Regions from separate parts of the Mus musculus genome. Here region 1 is linked to region 2. A link is a contact called in public HiChIP or PLAC-seq data. All regions are on one chromosome and are shown on one strand. Each heading gives the region's core, a stretch centred on a gene start, on an enhancer-like site or on the middle of the called end of the contact. The rest is flanking DNA. Distances are from core to core; before and after follow the strand shown. Region 1 holds the start of Rnaseh2b (ribonuclease H2, subunit B). Region 2 has its middle 51 kb from the start of Gm46480.

Region 1 (6,087 bases), core at 2,542-5,041, 570 kb after region 2:
CAATTTCATCTGGAGTGATGTCATACAAATAGCAGGCAAACAAAGCTTTCACAAGAATTCAGTGAGGACTAACTGGACTAACTCTCTCAGTCTGTTTCAGCCTGTGGGGTATTTTGCATACCTTTAGAATTCTATGTAAACCTGAAATTAATATTTTGTCTCTTATTCTAAACCTTATGCCATGCCTTCCTTTCTGTAACCCTGTAGTTAACAGGCTGAGATTTTGGACATATATTCAACAGTAAGGTTGTCAGTTCCCTTTTAGTTTAGTTCCTTAACTCTCAAGCCTCCACATGCTTCTTGAAATCCCATGACATTTTAAAACAGAAACATGTACACAGAGTTCCTGTCTACAAAGTCCCCTCTGTGTGTGTGTGTGTGAGTGTGTGTGTGAGTGTGTTGGACGAGCCTGGGGCATGCATGTGCAAGGTTACATGTACACATGTGGAGTCCAAAGGTCAGTCAGGTGTCTTCCTTCCTCAGTCTCTGCCAGGTCTCTCGTGAACCTGGATGGAGCTCACTGTGAGAGACAGCCAGCCCCAGCGCGCCTCCTGACTTGGCTCCGCCCTCAGCTCTGGATTAAGGTGCTACCACTGCACTTGGCTTTTCCATTTCTGCTGGGGACTGGATCCAGATCGGCAATTACCAACTACTCAGCTCTCCAGCCCAGCTAGTTACTTCCTAGACAACTTAGTTGATCATTGTTAAAGTTTAGGGACTAACATTTCCGTCATAAATACAGGGGCAACCTTTCACAATTTAAATAGTGTATCCTTTTAAAATCTTCACAGCTACAAAACAGAATAAATTTCATTTGTAACAAATCATAGAACCTGGATATAATCATAATAAGAAGTAAGCAAGGCTGATTTGCCTTGGCTAGAAATTTGAGGAAGACATCTAAAACAACTACAACAAACACGTATTGTTTTTATGCTTAAAGTAGAGAAATCACAAGTGTTTAAAAAATAAGCTTTATGCAGGGAGATGGCACAGGGAGATGGCACAATGGATAAATCGCTTATCATACAAGTATGAGGACCAGAGTTCTGATTCTCAGAACTCTTGTAAAAAGATAAGCTGTCACAGCAGCCACCTGTCATGTCAGCACTCTGGAGGCAAAGAGAAGGGCTCCTCAGAGCAAGCTGTCCAGCTAGAGTAGCTGGAGTCAGTGAGTCTGGGGCTCAGTAAGAGCTTACCAAGTAAATAAACTGCAGAGCAGCTGAGAAATATACCTGATGCCAACTTTGGGTCTCTACCTATAAACACGCATAAGTACATGCTCACCTCTACACATATGTACTCCCACATGAACACACACACAAACCACAAATGTGTGAAAAATCATTCTCTTACTACATGAATTACATGAAGAGAGATAAGGGATGTGGGTCTTTACTCATCAATAGGAGTCACGGGACTCTTAACAAGAGACTGACCCATGACTTGCAGAAGTTTCACCATTTTCACGTTAAATGCCATTTCCTAGTTTTGTTATTGAGCAAAATGCTGGCCAAAAGACTCACAGTATTAAAGTTCACTGGCCTTTAGCATGTGCCCATGCCACAGCACATTGTGGGGGTCAAAGGGCAACTTTCAGGAGTCAGATCATTTCTGCTCCATCATTTGGGTGGTTATTGAACTCAGAGGAACCTCAAAGTAATAAAATTGATGCTATGATGTATTAATAATAAACTGGCTTAGGAAACACCAAGGTACACAGAGTAGAATTTAGCTAAAGGAACTCTGCCTCGTGCCTGGGAGAGAAGTGCCCTAACGAGGCTTGTGAGGAACTGTGGAAGAAAACTCTGTACCACAGTAGACGTTTAGGATTACTGAGAACGTTTCTGCTAATTCTTGGTCACCAAGACTGATTTCCAGTTAAGCTCTAGTCCCATAACAAGGCTTACAACTAGCCATTAGGCATATCCCCATATCAAGAACATGCCTCCGAGGGGTGGCTCAAGGGAGTAGCACAGGGTCACAACCATCATTAAGTCCTGGTCTGTCCTCAAGTTCTCTGTGCTCTCAACAGGAAACGTGTAATTCTGCCTGGTGGACAAGAACAAAAGGAACACTAGTGTACTTAAATAGTTCAGGCAATATCTTTGCTGAGTAAATCTCCCATTTGCCCAAGCAAGGGACCAGACCTGCCGTCTCTTGTGTCTGTTTAAACTTTCCAAAGTGTAACCTGGGGCTGGAGCCTGAAAGATTTATGTGAAATGCATAAGCCTAAAATGTAAGCTAACAACATCTTCTCTATAAGGCCTCCTCCCTGAGCATTAGACACACACACACACACACACACACACACACTATCATTAAAAACCATTTCCATTATTAATCCCTCAGTGTGCAGTGATTTCTCTGTGGCTGGGCATGGGAATCCTGTTAATCCTCTGTGTACTGAACCACCTTGATGGTCCAATTGAGTCAAAATTCTTAATTCTCAGCCAGCATGAAACGCAAAGCCAGTCCTAGGGGGACCCCTTTCCCTCCAGAGTCCTCTTCTGTCTTTGTATCCTGACTCATCTTCCTGACTCTTATCCACAGCCAGGGGAGACTAGCACAGGAATAGAGCTGTACTGGGTAAAGCAGTTCTCACTGTGGCCAAGTGCTGGGACAGTTGCTGCACAAATGACACTGATCTTGCTTTTGTCTGAGAGAATCACGAAATGTCCCTGCGTGGCCTTATTTTTTCGTGGTCTTACAATGGTCTGGTCAGAGGTGGGTATTATATATATATTTTTTTTAATTAGGTATTTTCTTCATTTACATTTCAAGTGCTATCCCAAAAGTCCCCCATACCACCCCCCCCTACCCACTCACTCCCACTTCTTGGCCCTGGTGTTCCCCTGTACTGAGGCATATAAAGTTTACAAGACCAAGGGGCCTCTCTTCCCAATGATGGCCGACTAGGCCATCTTCTGCTACATATGCAGCTAGAGACATGAGCTCTGGGGGTACTGGTTAGTTCATATTGTTGTTCAGAGGTGGGTATTTTTAAGGGCTTCATGCCTCAGGAGGGAATCTCAGCCTATGTTTTAAGATCCAGACCAACTTCTGGTTGCTCTATGTAATTTCTCAAAAGCTTTGACCACCTTTATAACTCAGACCTCCACATTTATGTTGCCTGTGTCTCACATTGCTCCCTCTACAAAAACAAAATACAAAGTGCCACTAGACTGGATAACAAAAGACATAAAGTGCATAGTCTGCCTAGAAAGAACACTTCAGAACAAGCTTCCTGATCGGCAGCTGGCCCTTTGAGAGAATCCCCTCTCCACCTCCCTAGTCAGGGCTTAATTGTTTTCTCTATAGCCCCGAGGTGAGCCCTAGGCAACAAGACACCACTTTTGCTCACAACCATTCTAGCACTTGGGAGGTTCCTGATCCAGTATTCAAAGCCAGCCAGGGCGGCATACTTTGAAGGTCAGTCCCCGCTGGGTGGTGGACCTTGTGTCAAAACCAAACCACACCCAAACTAAGTCTCGTTAATACTCTAAAGATTTATCCTAAATAACAAATTCGTATGTTGAACTCCAAATTATAAGCATAATTTGGGTTGTATCTTTAAAAAATTACCTTAACTATCAAATTGGCCCACAGCCAATTTGAAGGCTGCTCGCCCGCATTAGGAACCTCAATGTATGAAATACACGCACGAGCAGCGCCCGTAGAATGAGAGTGAGAAAAACGAGGAGCTCCACACCCTCCACTGACAGCAGGGCCCGCGCAGATTTCAAAAAAGGAAGCCGAGCGGGCGGGCCCGGAAATGGAGGCAGGCTGGTGGCCCCGGTTGGCGGGCCCCTCGGCGCCACTTCCGGCAGGGCGCGACCATGGCCGGAGGTCGGGACCGCGGGGACTTGGCGGCCAGGCAGCTAGTGTTCCTACTTCCAGGTAAACGCGGGAGGCGCGTGGGCCTAGGTCGCTGGTGGCGGCAGCGGCAGCGCGGGTTTTTTTTTTTTCCCAGGCCAGCACCGGTCCGCAAGGTCCTAGCGAGCGCGGACCCGGATTCGGTGCCCCGCGCTTTGCTAAGCATCCTGGTCACGTGTCACAACACGCGGGAAAACTCCAAACCCGGAAGCGACGGCAGCGTTTGCGCGGATTCCCTGGGGCGGGTCCAGCCACTCGGCCTGCGGCGGGCAGCGGGGGTCCCGGGACTCTGCTGTCCCCTGGGAGTTACTGGATCTCTGTAGCTCAGCGTCTAGAATCTTACCAGCTCCAAACCAGAGGTCGCAGTAGTCCCATGCTGAGCCGCTCTGCTGCTCTGGAAAGGCAAGGGTGGCCAGGCATAAGGGAGCCTGGATGGGGTTTATGTGAGCGTGGTTTGAAACAATTCCAGGACATGGTGACAGTCAAAAATCCCAGAACCAGGCCACTCAGTGTCCCTGTAGATGATGACCAGCTATCAGGGCATGTGGTGGCATGCGACAGCCATTGCCATATGAGGAGGGCAAGTGAAATAAATTTGGGTTAGGGAATGCAAGCCAGAAACACTCTGTCATTTTACAATGATACATTTGATGTTAGAATACGCGTGAAGAAGGAAACTTCCCAGTCACTTTAATTTTGAGTTTTAGTTTAGCAAATGCAGAGCATTTTTACAGCAAATATATTTCACCAGGGTATAGATATCCAGTGATGATAATTTTTATAATCTTTATGTAACGACCTGACACTTACTTTGGATACACAGCTTCTCTCCTGTGTAAAAAGTTAAACACATTCAAGTGTATGGATTTTGGGTTTGCAGCTCACTCAACTGAACCCTGTATGCTGCTGACCAAGAAGAGTAGCTTTCCAGCTAGCAGCTCATACACCCGTCTTCTAGAGAACCCCAGGCTTTCTGTCATCAAATTAGTTTTGCCTGCTTGGACCCCTGTGACTTTTGTATCTGTCTTCCTTCCCTCCGTACCACGTCTGCCAGATCCATCCATGGCTGTTCCATGGGTTTTGTTGGCTGGTTCTTAAAAATTGCTTCTGGTTTGCTGTATGCATATCAATGCTACTACTCTCCGGAGGATGGATGGCATTAGGTGTTCCTCCTGGTTTGCACCTAGTAGGAGTTACACCTCTGGCAGCATTCTTTTGAGGCTGTTGGTGGACATTGGCATTCATTTCTTCGGAGTGTCTGTATCCTGGAGTGGAAGCTGCTTTTGGGTGCTTGTTGGGTTAGCTTTAGTTCTGCAGAATGGTTTTCTGAAGTGGTTGATACGGCTTCGTCCTGACTCCAGCTGCCTATGATGAGTCCAGTTAAGCCGTAACCTCACTGATAGTGCTTGGTAAAGCAGCTAGTGAGAATTCCTGGTGTTGGTGAGCCATCAGAAGGCTAGCTGAACACCTTAGTTTAGCTGGGAGAGGGGAGAGCCTCCTTTCACCCTTCTGTTACATCAGTATATTTGATTTTTGTAGTAGGATCCCTAATCATTCTTTTTGCAATCAAACATGTTAATACTATATAGTAGTTTGCAATAATTTGAGGGGTTTTGTTTTGTTTTGTTGGCTGTTTCACTGACATTAATTTCCTTCTTAAAGTGTGTCATAATCGTACCAAGCACAAAACTGAAAAGACTCGATGTTGAATGCATCCCTCAAAGAGAAAGGTGTAGTAGATCTACTGGGAGGGAGGGGTGAGACGCATTGCCACCTGGTTTCTGTTCAAAGCTGAGGTGTCTGTCCTCTCACCTTTTTTTACCCTTCAGGCAAGGTGCTCTCTCACCTACTCATTAGGCTGATAGTGGTTGAGGGTTCTAAAACTTAAAACTTGGGCTTCCTGACTTCTGCTCTTCCAGGTGGCCTTTAGTGCCACCTGCAGGCTCTAAGGGTCCAAACACGTTTGATAGCAGCTATGGGGTCTGCCCTCCAATGTAAGGGCACCGGCCTCCTGGGAGTGAGACTTCATTTGTGAAGGTTCTGAGCTAGTCTGTCCTGGGCTAAGACCCAAAAATATGCTTGCTCTTCTAGTAAAGACTCAAGCACCGTTACTGGCTGGTCTAATACCCCCCGGAACTGCTGTATCGAGGACCAGCCTGGGGAGCTGGGGTCCTGGGTAACCGCACCTGAGGCTTGACTGCTTGAGGGTTC
Region 2 (6,238 bases), core at 1,145-3,644:
CCATTGCTGGTGGGGGTGCAAACTTGTACAACCCATTTGGAAATCAATTTGGCACTTTCCCAGAAAGCTGGGAACAGTTCTACCTCCAAACCCAGCAATACCACTCCTGGGCATATACCCAAAAGGTGCCCCACTATATACCAAAGGGACACGTTCATACCAGCTTTATTCACAATAGCCAGAAACTGGAAACAACCTAGATGTCCCTCAACTGAAAAATCAAGAAAATGTAGTATATCTATACAATGGAATACTATTCAGCTATTAAAGACAAAGACATCATGAATTCTGCAGGCAAATAGATGGAACTTGAGAATATCATCCCAAGTGAGATAACCCAGACCCAGAAAGACACATACAGTGTGTGCTCACTTATAAGTGGACATTAGCCATAAATTACAGGATAACCATGCTACAATCCACAGACCCACAGAAACTTGGCAATAAAGAGGTCCCAAGGGAAGATGTGTGAATGTCGCTCAGAAGAGAAATTAGATAGCTATCAAAGGTGGATGGAGAGAAGGGAAGAGGTGGGAATAGCGGTGAGGAGGGGAATGGGGATGGTGATTAGGTGAAGGAGAGAGGGCTGGGAGTGAGAGTGGTAATGGTGGGGGTGGGGCGGGGATCTCTGGTGACTAGCAGGAGGCCTGGGACTGGAGAGGATTCAGGAGTTTATGGGAGTGACTCTAGCTTAGATTCCTACTAGAGGGTGATATAGAGACTGAAATGGCCACCTCCTGTAGCCAGGCAGGACTTCCACCCACAAAACCTTTAACCAAAGTTTTGTCCTGCCTACAAGATGTACAGGAATAAAGATGGGAGCAGAGATTGAGGGAACAGCCAATCAATGACAGACCCAACCTGCAGAGACCCACCTCATGTGAGAGAGCCAACCCCTGGCACTATTAACTCTGCTATGCTTGCAAGATAGGAACTGAGCACAACTGTCTCCTGAGAGTCTCCATCCAGCAGCAGATGGAGGCAGAGATGCAGAGACTCACAGCCTAACATCAGGTGGAGCCTGGGAAGTCCCCTGGAATCGTGGGGGATGGAAATGAGCAAGGAGGAGGACCAAGGACACCACAAGAAGAGCCACAGAGTCAACTAACCTGAGACCATAGGGGTGCACAGAGCTTGGGCCACCAACCAGGCAGCATGCAGGAACTGGATCTAGACCCCAGACCCATCTATAGCAAATGTATAGCTTGGTTTTCCTGTGGCTCCCTTAACAAGTGAAGCAGGGGCTGTCTTAGTCTCTGTTCCCTGCCAATGGATCCTCTTCCCCTACCTGAACTGGCTGGTTGGGCCTTAGTAGGAGAGGATATGCCTAGTCCTGCTGGGACTAGATACCCCAGGGTAGGGTGATACCCAAGACAGGGTGGGGGTGGGGGGTGGGGGGGTGGGGGGTGTCTCCCCTTCTCTGCAGAGAAAGGGAAGGGGCAATGGGGGGAATGAGAAGGGGAAGTGGGACTGTAAAATAAATAAATAAAAAAAAAGAATGAAATGCACACATACACAGTGGATTGACAGACTTATGATAAATGCACACAGCTGTAAACCCTGATCAGGGTTGGCTCAGAATGTTGCCACCATTTCAGGATGCTCTCTTTGCACTCCTTCCTGTCATCTCCACCCTGCCTCAGAGGCAACTGTCCTGACTTCTTGCCTAACATGGTGTATTTACATATATAACCATGCAACTGCTTTGGGGAGTGAAAAAAAAAAAGACCTTTTATTTCATTGTTAACACTGAATCTGAATTCCTGGCTGGTTAAAACGTGGCCTCCAGGTCCTTGGGGCTCAGAATTATAGATTTCCATCCAGGGCAGATCAGGGCTCAGTGTCCAGTTGACAACAGAAGCCTTAAATGCTTTCTTAGGCAGCTCATCCTTATGACAAGACAGGAGTGAAAATGGGAAGAGGGTTTGGGAAGAGAAACTGGCTGAAGGATTTTAGTCACTGAATGCACACAGACCTGCCAGGCGGCTTGTCCAGTGGGGGCGGGGCAGAGGATTTTTTTCCCCCCCAAGCCCAGGCTGGGAAGGAAGGTCCACTCTTGCGCTTCCTTCTCCATAGGTTCCTCTTTCTCTAACTCATTCTGGTTTCCATCCTCTTCCTCGCCTGCTGGGGGTGAGGCTGTGATGGGAACACTGGGCTCTGGAGGTGTTCCTTCCCACAGTGTTCTCTCTCTCTCTCTCTCTCTCTCTCTCTCTCTCTCTCTCTCTCTCTCTCTCTCTCTCTCTCTCTCTCTCTCTCTCTCTCTCTCTCTCTCTCTCTCTCTCTCTCTCTCTCTCTCTCTCTCTCGGCAGGGCTGGGGAGGGAGGGAGAGCAGCCAGCCCGCCTTGGTCGTGAGTCAGCAGCTCTCCCCTCCTACCCAGGGAGAGGCTGTGCCAAGTCGCCCGCCCTCCCAGACTGGAGCACAGAAGTCCCTAGGGACCGTGTCTGGTGGGACATGGAGAAAGTGAGAGCCTGCCGCGGGCATGCCACGTGTTCCTGAGCGTGTGCACTCCGCTGAGCAGTTCTTACATAGCCTTCCTGGGCCTTTAGAAAGCATTTGAAAGTGGTTATGTATGGGAAGGCATGGCACAAATGCAAACAAGTTAAATTGCGTCTAGAATGTATAATGCAGTTTTCAAAACGTTATAAAACCTCTCGAAGAGGGGTTTCCTCTTTTAAGTTTTTGTTTAATTCTTGTGAACAGCCTTAAATACAGTTCAGCTTTGCAGTGTGCAGGCGTAGGGAGCATAACTAATTCTGTCCCCAGGAGATTACTTTGTCTTTGGAAGCGCCATCGTTTGTACTATTTTTAGCCAAGGAACCATATGCATTTTCGAGTAAAAAGCTGTCCTATTACTGTTTGGTAGTTTGTTTTTTATAAAACCACATACTGTTAGATAATGAAGAGAAACATTTCTAAGCTCAGGTTGCATATATTGTGAATCACGTGCCTTTCCCTTCATTTTGAATAAATACATAATAAAAATCCCTGTGATTTATTTATTTTCACATAGCTTACTTGCCTCCCAAGATTCACAAGATCTATTTCAGTAGTTGCTAAAAAGTAAATTCCCGAAATCCCATATTGTGTAGAACTATCTCAGGAACTCTGTCTGAGTTTAACAAAAGCGCTGTCATAGCAACATCTGGTTATATGTAATAGAGAGTATGTTGCATGTGCATATCTAAAGAAATGTAATATGGCATTTCCACCTCCAGTTCTGGATACAGTGATACAAGTTTTAACTACTCAAAACCTTTAGTGAGGACAGTTTACTGATTAAAAATGTTCAGTAGCAGGTGTTGCATCTCACATGTTCCTCTTGTCTAAAAGATGGCTTCATTGGGGCTGGCTTACAGGTTCAGAGGTTCAGTCCATTATCACCAAGGTGGGAACATGGCAGCGACCAGACAGGCATGGTGCAGGAAGAACTGAGAGTTCTACATCTTCATCTGAAAGCCGCTGGAAGACTGGCTTCCTGGCAGCTATGACAAGGGTCTTAAAGCCCACACCCACAGTGACACACCTACTCCAACAAGGCCACACCTTCAGACAGTGCCACTCCCTGGGCCAAAAATATGCAAACTATCACAGTGTATTTGTGTGTGTGTAGATTCAGTGCTTGGCTTGCCCTGGATGTAAGTGAAACCGCCTGCCCTGAAACCTTCAGATAGGTTATCGTATTGCTGAAGAAGCTCGTTATGATCACTTCAGTGGGGTGACTTGTGACTTACTAGTCCCCTTGTGAGAAAGGTGATCATTTCCTGAAGACTAAATAGTAGGGTTTTTTTTTTTTTTTTTGGCCCCTCTCTTGGTATGAAGCATGCAGAGGGAGTGTGCCCTCAGCCTTAAAGATCCTTGATACTTGAGGTAGAGCGACTTTCACCATTGAGCCCTCACCACTGCCACAGTGAGCTGTCTGTGGAAATAGTCTTTCCTCCAAGGCCATTTTCATTTTAACACAAGTGAAGAACTACAGAGCTCTATCATGGGGTAAGCCGTTTGCAATCATTTTGTTCTAAAATGAAACACTGGCCAATGACAAACAGCTTTGTATTCTAAGGTGACGATAAAACTGGAAAAAGTCTTTTTTTTGCAAATCTTCTTAAGGATCAGGACTGAGTGCAGGTCCAGTCAAGTGTTGTCCAGAGACTTTCCTAGGAGTAAAGCAGAATCTCAGGGTGGTGCCTGGTACAAGTCTCTGAAGATGCTGGTGCTCTGACAGGAGCAAGATGCTATGCACAAAAGTGTTGGGAGAATGTGAGTCTTTATTGCTTGTAAGAATATTTTTGCTTTGAATTTTATATATCTGTGTTTTAGTTTAGATTTTTGATCTAGCATAAGCAGAATTCTAGTCTTCAGTAGCTGGCTAGACATAGCATATTAACCTTCAAAAAATTTAAAGGTATTATTTCATGTTTTGTAAAAATAATGAAACTCACCATAAGCAACTTTAAGAACCACTGGTATTTTATAAGTAACAATGAATTAGTGTCAGAAGTGTGTGTGTGTGTGTGTGTGTGTGTGTGTGTGTGTGTATCTACCACATCTACTAGGCCAAACAGCAGCGGATTCCTCACTAGGGCCCATGACTTTCCCAGTCTTGGGGTTTGAATAGGTTTATAGCACCAGAAGTGAATTTCCTTCTGTGAAACGGACCCAAAGGCCAAGCACAAAGTGTTAGTTATCCCTGTAACAGACTTGACATCATTTGTACCAATGGGCACATCTTGTCTGGCCACTCAATGGTGCTGCATGCAAAGTCTACAGCTGAGTAAGGTAGTTGGTAAGAACTCTGTCTTGGCCACCTGAATAGCAATCTGAAGGATAGCTAACATGGAGGAAGCTTCCAGCCCAGTATCACATTATTATTTTTCTATGTTTTTATGATAGCTGCATGTGGTGTGAACAGGATCTCACCATCTAGGTCTGGTGGTCAACAAATGTCACGGGCCAACCAGCAGCTCGTGAGGAATGGTACAACTGAGATGGCAGCTCGGGCTGAAAGAGAGGAACTAAACAGACGGAAGAAAGAACGGAGCCAAGTCAAAACGGACTCTGATCAAAGCTCAATTATACTATCCCAACACGCAGTTTATGAAGGAGGGGAAGGGGGGCCGATTCCTGCCAAATAGTCCTGGAGTCCAGTAGCAGGGTGACCACGTGTATGGCTCTGAACAGCCAAGCTGCAGGTTCCAGCAGTGGGCGTGGCAGAACGATTGAGCGGCAAGCTCCATCCAGGTGTAAACAGTGGAACCATTAAGGCTGGGGGAGGGGAAGCTACAAACAAATATCAGTGGCAATTGCTCATATTGTTTCTGGGATCTTAGTGGCTTCCCCATCAATAATTGCAGGGAGTTAGCCAACCTCTGGCATGAGGCTTTTATTTAATAACCTTAAAGCTTTATCCACTTGCACAGGATACTCGAGGGGTAAATTCTAATTCTGGCATTGCCTAAGGTGACTTTGGGTAAGCCTGGGCAGGTGTGTGTGTGTGTGTGTGTGTGTGTGTGTGTGTGTGTGTGTGTGTGTGTGTGTGTGTTTATAATTGACTCTGAAAGAGAGATTTTCAGGAGGCAGAGAGGTGTAGGATAGCTGCTGTCACTGAGAGAAGCCTATATTGAGTATATAGGTGTCTGCAGTGTATGCAGAGTCCATCTGCTTCCCCTGAATTTGTTCTGAGTTCGTTTTGACTCAAATAAACAACCTGTTATCTTTTAATGGAGTCATAAGTTAGAGGAGAATTGTTACGCTATTCACATATCTCTCTTCCACCTGAAGGTCTGCTGCAGCGAATTGTTCTGGATTTGCTTTGTCTGACCTGTCTTTGCATCACTGCATCATTGTTGAGATATACTTATTTTTAACAGATAGAGGATTTAGGCTGCTGATTTTTCCCTCAATAACTTAATGCACTCCATTATTTCTGGTTAGAAGTCAGTGTGGCCAGACTGGACTGGAGCTTACTCTGCAGCTGCCTCCCATGAACTTAACCTTCCAGATGCTGGGGTGGAGGTGCCATTATTTCTTGGCAAATGATGCTCTTTTGCACCTCACCTTTTGTGACATAGCCTTTTGTCTTTGCATGTTTTAGACTTTTTATCAGTGGGTTTCAGCAACTTAGTGTCCACATGTGTGCACACTTATTTTGCTTGTGACTCAATGAACTTTGTGGATATAAAAAACGCCTAGGAAAATGGTTAAATTCTGGTAAGGACAGAGATCTGTATGATGCTCAAA

What was found. HiChIP or PLAC-seq counts read pairs in DNA pulled down with a chosen protein or histone mark.
Region 1: a contact with region 2 is called in an H3K27ac HiChIP or PLAC-seq map of acute myeloid leukemia, with 2.9 times the contacts expected there. The contact joins the promoter of Rnaseh2b here to the enhancer-like site in region 2. A contact is called at or near these places in 2 of 39 promoter capture datasets (cranial neural crest and embryonic stem cells), 7 of 115 datasets of contacts at active chromatin or transcription factors (the 230-238 cell line, acute myeloid leukemia, bone marrow-derived macrophages and 2 more) and 1 of 9 other capture datasets (embryonic stem cells).

What each region holds. Positions count from the first base shown.
Region 1 is chr14:62,328,277-62,334,363 of GRCm38.p6, forward strand. It overlaps Rnaseh2b (ribonuclease H2, subunit B), which reads left to right and starts at 3,792. Exons shown (of 11, transcript NM_026001.3): 1 at 3,792-3,900. The coding sequence starts at 3,840. Gm41173 (a long non-coding RNA gene) reads right to left here and starts at 3,779. Exons shown (of 2, transcript XR_874686.3): 1 at 3,586-3,779; 2 at 1-2,052.
Region 2 is chr14:61,755,232-61,761,469 of GRCm38.p6, forward strand. No RefSeq gene overlaps it. Among named protein-coding and RNA genes, the nearest start is that of Gm46480, 51 kb to the left of the region's middle. Within about 2 kb of position 2,395, at least 129 of the 459 cell types and tissues checked have an H3K27ac peak or open chromatin away from gene starts, as enhancers often do. A contact at or near this core is called in the 230-238 cell line, acute myeloid leukemia and bone marrow-derived macrophages, where this site is marked.